Regions from separate parts of the Zea mays genome. Here region 1 is linked to region 2. Evidence: chromatin contacts called from public Hi-C data. All regions are on one chromosome and are shown on one strand. Each heading gives the region's core, a stretch centred on a gene start, on an enhancer-like site or on the middle of the called end of the contact. The rest is flanking DNA. Distances are from core to core; before and after follow the strand shown.

What was found. A called contact is a pair of places that touch in the nucleus more often than the background predicts.
Region 1: a contact with region 2 is called in a Hi-C map of endosperm, with 3 times the contacts expected there. The contact joins the promoter of LOC100276973 here to the promoter of LOC103649694 in region 2. A contact is called at or near these places in 4 of 25 Hi-C or Micro-C datasets (ear, endosperm, leaf and 1 more).

What each region holds. Positions count from the first base shown.
Region 1 is chr3:12,466,052-12,470,707 of Zm-B73-REFERENCE-NAM-5.0, forward strand. It overlaps LOC100276973, which reads left to right and starts at 1,340. Exons shown (of 8, transcript NM_001150656.1): 1 at 1,340-1,563; 2 at 1,650-1,782; 3 at 2,544-2,666; 4 at 2,761-2,814; 5 at 2,962-3,008; 6 at 3,285-3,380; 7 at 3,503-3,554; 8 at 3,669-3,852. The coding sequence starts at 1,462. The coding sequence ends at 3,688.
Region 2 is chr3:12,249,919-12,255,125 of Zm-B73-REFERENCE-NAM-5.0, forward strand. It overlaps LOC103649694 (phosphoenolpyruvate/phosphate translocator 3, chloroplastic), which reads right to left and starts at 1,469. Exons shown (of 9, transcript XM_008675425.4): 1 at 185-1,469; 2 at 1-80. The coding sequence starts at 586. It overlaps LOC100276684 (Dol-P-Man:Man(5)GlcNAc(2)-PP-Dol alpha-13-mannosyltransferase), which reads left to right and starts at 1,734. Exons shown (of 13, transcript NM_001150411.2): 1 at 1,734-1,921; 2 at 2,012-2,046; 3 at 2,171-2,308; 4 at 2,425-2,493; 5 at 3,650-3,807; 6 at 3,928-3,994; 7 at 4,077-4,130; 8 at 4,428-4,516; 9 at 4,633-4,749; 10 at 4,982-5,088; 11 at 5,179-5,207. The coding sequence starts at 1,759.

The sequences.
Region 1 (4,656 bases), core at 90-2,589, 220 kb after region 2:
ATTTTTGTTTCGGTGTAAATGTGTACCTATAAATTTTCCACATATTTATTCATCTTTTCACAAACTTCTACAACCCTATATATTGCATTATTAATCACATAAAAAACTTTTTATGTGCATACTTTTACTTACCAAATATTTTCTTTGTGTTTCATACTAAATTTTACATCGCGCGTAGGGCGCGCAAGATACACTAGTCCAATTTAAATAGCAAGCATCCACTACAACCCTAAGAGCTAAAGGAGAAAAAACAAATAGGCACGAAACTCATCTCCTCCTTCAACACAACATAGCGCATCTCCCTATGATGAAGCTGAAATAATTAACAGTACATTAGTTTAGAAGAAAGAAAAATTGGCTGGCCTCCTGTGAGTCAACTTTTGCATGGCATGATGAAATCTGAAACATCATACCTTGTTGAGCAACATAAATTGGTCATTGCAAACATTTTTACTCATAACATAACATAGACATTTGACTAACCTCCTCAAGAAACAAAAATATTGAATAACGGCTTGGTCTCAAGTAGTAGATGAGATGCAAAATATTTAGGGCGAGACGTAACGGGCTGTGTAACCCAGACATATTCAGAAAAATCAATCCAACTGGCAGCTGAAGTTCCCTGACCAAAGGCCAAAATGAACTAAGCTCACTTTCAAAGATCCTGGGGGCGGTCCACCTATGGCTTTTGATGGTTGCTCTGCGAAACCATTTAGAAAAAGAAACACCATTCATTAGGGAAACCCAGAAAAAAAAATCAAAAATCAAGAACATTAGCATCTAGTTTTGTATATCAATGTTTAACAGAAAAGGCTCTACAGGTCTGAATTAAAACTAGTTATCAACAGCTAGCTAGGGATAAGTCTGTACAATATAAATAAACCAGATTAAAGAACCAGTCAACATGAATAAACTGATTTTAAGAGTTAGGGATTGAAGTCCTTGACCGATTAAACAGAATAAAGGACCAGTCCCTGTGAATGTTTTGATATGGGATGATATAATAACAGACAACCAAAATTGAGAGTGGCAAAATCACAAATTTCTCCCCGTGCGCGGATCAGAAGGGGCAAAGTTGGGCCGGAGACGGGGCGGAGGCGGAGCCGGTGGCCGAGAGGTTGTTGGGCCGCGTTGGGCTTACGTCTCGTTATCGTTCGTAAAGAGAGATCAGGGTCGGGTGTACCGAACCGTCTAGCTAGTTCTTGGATTTTCTGGGCCCACTTGTAAACTTTGGTCCTTTGTTGGGTTACCAGCCCAACGGTGCATCTCGATTGCCGACTGCGGGTGAAGCAGAAGCACCGGCCGGGTGACCGCCGCCGCCGGCCGTTTCGATTCATTTGCGGGCCGCTGCGCGTCCCTCATACCTCACCGCCGGCGCCGCGCCGTCCTCTCACCTATCGCCACGCGCGTTCCCGCCCGCCCCTTCGACCTCCATCTACTGCCTCGCGGCGTTGCTTCCCGATGTCGTTCCGAGGTCGTGGAAGAGGGGGCCGAGGGCGAGGGAGAGGTGGGGGCTTCGGGTACGACCACCCGGCCAAGCACGTGCCACACGAGGACTTTCCGGTAAGTCTCTGCTCCACTGGCTCCGCCCCGACGCTGCATTGCGTGGTGCGGTATAAGTAGAACTGATGTGCTTGCATAATGAGCAGGACATCGCTCTGCCTGAGATGAAGTGCGCCAAGGCGAGCAACGAGGAGAAAGCGCTGATTGTGTCCACCTTGAAACTCGAGGAGTTCTGGAGGAGTTCCTGCTACTACCTGGAGGAGGATGCTCCCAAGAAAAGTACTAGGGCTGAACTTATCACGGCTTCTCTTTTTGTTCATCATGCTGATTCTTCGTAATGGTATAGTGGCGTAGTGCTCCTCATCTTCGGTTCTGCTTGCTTGCTTGCTCGGAAGTCAAGATTTTCTTTAAACCTGTTGGGTAGGCAATCAACCCTGTGAATCATCTGCAGGCATCAACTTAGTTTTTTCAATTAGTTGGTCCATAAATTTGGAGGAAGCCTCAAATAAATTGCCGTGAAGTTGTCAAACTTGGTTTACCTATGCAGTAGGCAACAACTCTCGAAAATTGTTCATAGATCAGTCAATTCAGTCTTTGGTGAAAGCACGTTATGTTTTGTTCGAGTAAGTAAATGATCAAATAATTAACTACAAACAGTGTTGTATGGAAAGTAATTTTGTACTGCTATCTGTTGAAAAGAATTCCTATATTATTGAGCGTCCTTTTATTTGGTTTTTTATCCATTGTTTCAAAAGGTTCATATGCATTGCCAGTTTTGTTATCTTACTGTACTAGCTGGTACTCTTTGGATTATATTGTTATAGAATGAGAAACTTGTAGAAACGATTTTACAAAATCATAAAAAGCAACTTTGTTCATTACTAGTGCCGTGACTTTGTTCTGTTAATCAATTTTTACTGTATCATCTTTAAGCATTCTTTTTTTTTGTCGTACTTTTTTTTGCAATGGTATTTTCTAGCTTTATTTTGATATAATTTGTGTTGTTACCTTAATTATCTTATGATTTCATATGTTGTCAGAGAATGAAGACAAAGAGATTGAAAGATTTTCTGATAGGAAACGTAAGACACAAAGCAAACGTGAAGGTCTTGCGTCATATCTCAAACTAGCTCCTTCAAATTTCCCTTCTGAACTGGTGCAAGGTAGTCTTGACTCTTGAACTCATTTGTATGCAGTATTATTTGTTTTCAACTCTATGTTTTCCGCATAACTACCATTATATTTTGTTCCTTTTAGGATCTAGAAGAGGGCAAGCAACCAACAAGAAACTCCGGTGGGATAAGGAGTCAGGTTTTACTTCTTTATAAAATTATCTGCTTTTCACGACTCTATTCCTGTTGGGTAGCACGAAGAACTGAAGGGAACACTTGCTACTGCTAGTTGTTACTTAGCTGTACTTCAACCTTTTTACTTAGATTGTACTTTTGTGTTTGACAGATGAGCAGGCATTTGAAGCATTTGAGAAGCTTGAACAAAAGCACAAGGCAAGAGCCTCACCTTGCCCTTGTATTTTGAAATTCTAGTTTAGGTTTGTATATAGGGTTAACCCGGTGAGCATGTTTGAATTTAGCTCATATTATTGTTGGTTTAAAGTTTGAGCTATGTTTCTCATCACCATACTATCGAGCTTGTGCCGAAATGTTAATACCAGAAGCGTGCGGCTATATTCTTCTACTGTTTTTTGTAGGCTCTTATCATCTTCTACTGTTTTTTGTAGGCTCTTATCATCTTCTACCATATTAACTTCTCTTTGGTTGTAGGATGGAAGCAAGGTGGAGAAGGAAGGTGATGACGAGGATGAGCAAGAAGAGGAAGTACAAGAGGAGGAGGAAAATTCAGACGATGACTATAATCAAGTACATACCACTGAACTGAATTTGTTTTCTCGGGTTTCTGTGATGTAGTAAAAGGGATCTGTTTTTAGCTTAAGTGATTATTATATGTATCTCACTCTGGTGCCTCGACCTTTACCCTGTAGAATATCGAGTTTGATGACGATGATGATGACTGGAACCAAGAGGATGAAGCACGTAAGTTTCCATTTGAACTTCTATTCGTATGACTTTTTTTAACGTTTTCTTTGTCAAAATCAAAAGCATGCACGTTTATATACTTTCTGAAAAAAATATTGTTTTCTTTGGCAGAGGAAGACTTCTACGATTAATTATGGATGAGCATATTTTTTCTCCTTTTTTCCTCTCCTTTTCACTTGTGACTTCACCCAGCAAAATTATTAGAGAGCAATCTTTATTCTGGTATTTCTAGTCACGATGGTCACGTGCTTTGTTAGAAACTCAGGAATATCAGAACAGTGAAAGACGACGTTGCTAACTTGCATTACTACGCATGACTTCAGACAGCCACTAATATGGAGTGTGCTTCCTCGTCAAAACAGAGTGCACATCTTGTCTTTTAAATAATTAACCAATTTTAAGTTTGACATAAAAATATATTAAAAGGATTAAGATGGTGAATTAGTTTACTCTAAATATCTTTTGAACATATAAATCTTTCGAATAGCCTATTTTTTATATCTTATGTTTAGGATGGCAATGGGTACCTAATACCTGATGATTAAAAACCCTATTAGGCTATTAGGTTCCCGGTATGGCAAAAAATTTAAAACTCATTGGTATTTTATTGGATCATTTGTTGTACCTATCGAGTATGGTGAGTATGAGTATGTCTGCCTCATACTCGTAACTGATAGGAAATCCACTAACATATGATATATGGGTCTTAATTAAGGTGTTTCATATAAAATATTAATGAAGTATGAGGTTTTAACATCTTGTATTTTAGTATTTTTTTAATTCAAATGATCATGTTCAGTATAATGTTAGTGATTATGGGTACCCACTACCCGTGCTGGGTATGAGTATGGTGTAATTTTATACTTACATGTATGCTTTTTTCTCTAGTGAGTATAGATATAACTTTATGTGTCTATTGGGTATCTTACCCATTGTCATCCCTACTTATGTCTAACGAGCTATCTATTACATACTTAGCATCGAGTTTTGCACCATAAATTTCAATCATATTCTAGATTAGCAATTTTAATAATGTAAAGACAAAAAATAATTATCCAAAAGTAAATTCTCAAAATAGAAGTGTTATGAAAACATTGAT
Region 2 (5,207 bases), core at 219-2,718:
AGGAAGATGAGCAGGGAGCCGAACGCGAGCTGGAAGGCTGTGATGGTGTACGGCAGCGGCAACGGCAGCGCGCCGAGAACCTGCAACGGGGGACGACGGTTGGTGTTGATCATCAGGGGGGGAGAAGAGTGGAGGGGATCTGAGGATCTCTTGAGATGCTGCGGTGAACGGCCGCCGGCCAGACCTGCTTGTTGTAGATGTTGAAGTAGATGTTGAGCAGGTACCACGCGACGATCATGGCGCCCAGCTGCGCCGTGGCCGCAATGCCACCGCCGTCTGTCGTCACCGCGGCGGCACTCGCGTCGTCCGCCGGCACCGATGCCGCCGCCGCCGCGGCCTTGGCGACCTCCCCATTCTTTCCGCTGCCGGACAGCAGCGGCAGAGGCCTGAGCCGCCCGCCCCCGCGGGCGCGGAGGAGCGGGGCGGCGGTGGCGCCGCGGGGCCCGAAGTGGTTGTAGTAGTAGTCGGAGGAGGAGGCGCCCACGCCGACGTGGCGCGAGGCGAGGACGGCCGCGCGGCCGCGCGTGGCCCGAGCCCAAGAGGCTCCGGAGACAGAGGTCCCCCCCGCCGCCGCGCCCTGCATCATCTTGCGCGGTCTTCCCGCGGAACGGTCGCCGGCCACGCTTAAAATACTCGTGGTCGTGGCCTCGTGGCGCTACGGAAAGGTGGCGCCGGGCGTGAATCTTCCCGGGATCCCGTACTCGTTCGTGCCTGTGGCTCTGGGATTATACCAATACGAGCACGTCGAGTAGTGAGCCAGTGAGACGACGCGAGGCAGGTTGGCAGGGCCCGCAGTGCACAAGCACAATTGGACTTGTTGCGTGGCGGCTTTTCTTTCTTCGTCCGACCTTGGCAGTTGGTCGTGTACTCGTGTCCATGTCGTCGGCAGCTTGACCCTGTTGGATCGGGCACATGTTCCTTTTTTCCTCCGATCCAGAAAGTAGCGTCACCGGTGAGGTGAGCTCAGGAATACATACACGCTTGACGCGGGGGCGGGGACGAGGGAGATAAACGGTCGAAGATCAGGCACATCATAGTGCTCGAGAATTCAATTCGCAAGATGGGGAATAAGGCCAGGGGACATCATATTCATTTCTCTGAAAGAAAAAAGGACTAACGGGAGAAGAGAAGGACGCATCCCACCAGGCGTGCGGCATGCCCTCTCGTGTGCTCGGAGCGTCAGGTCAGCCCGCCTCGTCGGCCATGCTGTGATCTGAAATGAGTCCGGCGGCGCTTTCGTCGCGATAGTGGATCTTTGCTTTCCGCGAACGGGGCCGGCGATAAAGAGGACGAAGCCCCGGTGAGCCATGGGATGGGAATATAAAGAATTCGTTGGTGGTTGGCTGCCAATTCAAGGCGAGAGCGGCGGGGCGCGGGTGGAATCGACCGAAACGCTGTCGTGGCCGTGCAGTGGAGGATGACGCGCGCTCGACGGAGACGGCGACCGCCCGCCGAGTGAGACGACGACGACGACGAAAGTCCGATCGCAGGCCTCGTAGCCCAAAGTCCTTTGCTGGTACAAGTGAGCCGCGATTGCTCTCACGCTTCGGGTAGGGTAGGCCCATTATTCAGACTGGGGGCCGTGTTGGTAAAGGCCCACCTCCCATCTCGGCCCGCCTAACTCACCGGGGCGCACACTTCGGCAGTTGAGAGAACAAACGAACTGGTGGGTGGGTTGGGGGGTCGTCGCCGCCGGCCGGTGGAGTTGCTCGCTCCTGCCTCTTGGATCTGCCGCCCGGTGGTGGCTCGCCGCCAAGGATGGCGCGGGCGGAGAAGATACGCTCCGGTAGCACGGCGTTGGCGACGGCTTCGACGGAGACGCCAGGCAGGTCGACGGACCACCGGAGGGCGCTCTACTTCGCCGCCTTCCTGGTGCTGGCCGACGCCGCGCTCGTCGCCCTCATCGTCGCCTTCGTCCCGTGTCTGTAGCTCCGAGCGCGAAGCCTCATTGCTCAGCTCTCCTTGTCTCTGCGTCGCCGCTAAGCGGGTCTGTTGTTGCTTCTGATTGCAGATACCAAGATCGACTGGGACGCCTACATGTCCCAGGTGCTAGCGCAATTGGGGAGCCTTTTTTTTTATCGTTTCCCCGCTGTTTTGGTTCAAGAGTTTCGAATTTGGGATGGTGGTGTGATCTTGGTTGGCGGCTGCTGGTGTGTGCTTCCTGCGCTAGGTGGACGCTTTTCTGGAGGGGGAGAGGGACTACACCAAGATCGAGGGAGACACAGGGCCATTGGTCTACCCGGCCGGATTCCTCTACGTCTACTCCGCCGTTAAGTTCCTTACGGGAGGCCGCGTCTTCCCTGCTCAGGTCACGGCTCAGCCAAATCTGTTTATCAGCACGAACTCGTTTCTTCTGTTGCTTCCTCCCACCTCATCATGGTCAGATGTCTGGCAGTGTTTTAAGACTGATGAGTTTGTCTGCAGATTTTGTTTGGCGTCTTGTACATTGTCAACTTGAGCCTCACTCTTCTGCTTTACGTCAAGACTGAAGTGGTATATAGTTGTGCAATTGATCACTCTTTTCTAACCTCTGGTTCTGCTATAGTTCAGGGATTCACATCTAAAACTGTCTTTTCCTTAGAGCAACTCCAACCATGAGCCTTATAGTTAAGCCTTATAATTTAATTTACTACCCGTTTCTATTTGTTTAGGGCCCAAATTCAATTATCGATTCCAATCATAGACCCTAAAATAGCTTACGTTTGCAACTACCTCATGTTCGTGTACGTAGCCCCCTCTATTTCCCTCCCACTCTGAACACCATTCCCGCCCTTTTTTCCGATTGCTTCCAGAAAATTGTTGAGCCCTCGCTAGCGGCTGCGACCGTGGGGACGGCGGCCTTTGATCTATCAAGCACCTAGCATATCAAGAGGAGGGGAGATGTGAGACAACAGACAAGAGCCTAGCAAATCAAGAGAGGAGCTGGGAGACGAACCACGGGGAGGCAGGATGATGGAGAGAAGGCGAGATGGAGAGGGGACGATCGTCTTCTTCATCGGCTCGTCGCCGAGAAACGAATGGGGTGACCTAGCGATGAGATTGGGGCGGGCGTGTGGGTCTGGATCGGTGGCGGCGAGGAAGTTGTCTCCGTGAAATGTCCAGCGGAGGTTGGAAAGACCGCGAACAGTATTGGGCCGCACGTTTTGAGTCCCAAATATGCCACTCTTTAGCTTGAGCCCTAAAACATTTACATGAATTTTATTAAAATGAGGCTCCTGTTGGAGCTCCCCTCTCTTGTTTAAGCCTTATATTTCAATTTGTTTCAGTGTTTAGGGCTCCTGTTGGAGTTGCTCTTAGTCCTTTGTTTAGTTCAGCAAGGATAATTTTGACAAACTGATTGATATTATGTCATGACGACTCATCTAGAAACAAATCATTGTTTAGTTTGACTAAGATATAATATCTGTAGTGTTGGCTATTCTTGTCTAAAACAATCGTTTCTTCACTTCCGCAAGACTGCAAGGATAATTCAGTAATTGGTAGTTTGGTAGGCTGTTATGGCGATTCAAACTTTCTTGAGTTTCTTCAATTAAGCTTGTAAAACATCTGTGTGGCCAAGTTTCGATTACATTCTTTGTTCTTTGTTGTTTTTGTATCCACATACCTATTTTGTTTCTGATTCCTTCCTATCTCTCAATAACAATGACAGCTTCCATGGTGGGCTTTAGGTTTGCTTTGTTTGTCCAAGAGGGTTCACTCCATCTTTGTTCTCCGTCTTTTCAATGACTGCTTCGCCATGACATTGCTCCACGCTGCTATGGTTTTGATCATTTATCGCAAGTGGTACCTTGGTCTAGTAGTTTTCAGGTGACCATGGTAGTATGACAGTAAATGGCATTTATCTGCTTCTTCTTTGTTTTAATGTGGCCAAGCTGAAAGAGGTAGGTGGAAAGTATCTGCTCATATTCATTTTCCTTTTTTTTTCAGTGGAGCTGTCTCAATTAAGATGAATGTCCTTCTTTTTGCTCCTTCTTTGCTTCTACTTATGGTCAAGGTACACATTACAATGGCACCATGCTTATATATTTTTATCCTTCCAACTGTCACGCTTACAGCTTACTAAGTTGTTTGTACAGGCCATGAGCATCAAAGGAGTCTTCTTTGCCTTATTGGGAGCTGCTGTCGTACAGGTACATTGTTCCTTTTTCTCAATTAAAACACTCATGCTATTCCACTATTTTTCAATTTGTTTAAATGGTCTTCTTGCACCACATATTATATCGGTTTGACTATGTGTCAGTTTCTTCTAGCTTTACTAGTACAAGTTACTCTTGCTTCACTTGGATATATATAAGGTTAAACTGAATGCTGCCAGGTCTTTTGCAATCCCTTTATCCTTAAACTTGAGTGTGTCTAGTATGTCTGGGGTTAGATGGATACAAGGTATCGCACAGTTTGTACTAATGATTTACAATTCCCATCTGTAGGTTTTGTTGGGTATGCCATTCTTGCTGTCACATCCAGTTGAGTACATCTCAAGAGCATTCAATCTCGGTCGCGTGTTTATCCATTTCTGGTGTGTATAATATTTCATGATTTTTGAACCATTTCAGCAGCAACAGTATGACATACGTATCACACCCTAGATGTGATTATGTAATTATGCAGTGTTAACTGTTTTGTGTTTTTCAGGTCTGTGAACTTTAAATTCGTCCCAGAGAAGGTGTTTGTATCGAAAGAGCTTGCCATTGCATTGTTGATTCTTCACCTCACCACACTTATGATATTTGCTCACTACAAGTGGTTAAAGTGAGTACTCACCACTCATGTTAGGTGTAATGAGTTAGCAATGATCTACACTCATCTCAATAGTCCAATAGTCACTCAATGGTTTTCTTTCTCTAGTATATCCTGTTATTTCTAAGAATATTTTCATCATTGCATGTTTCTAAACTAAATCTGTATCAGTACATCTGGGGGATGCTAGGGTATTTCATAGTGGTTATGCTAGTGCATAATATTCTTCTACATTCACTGACAGGCATGAAGGAGGCCTATTCGGTTTCCTGCATTCCAGATTTAAAAATGCTAAATCAATCAAGCAGCTTGTTTCCAGCCAGCCCAGACCATCCAGTCTCAGCGCAGAACGTGCGTTAAACCGCAATTCTCAAACTAATCATACCATTCCGATCTATGCTTTCCTTCTGAACTAACTAGACATGTACAACTTGAATCCAGATATTGTAACTGTTATGTTTGTTGGCAAC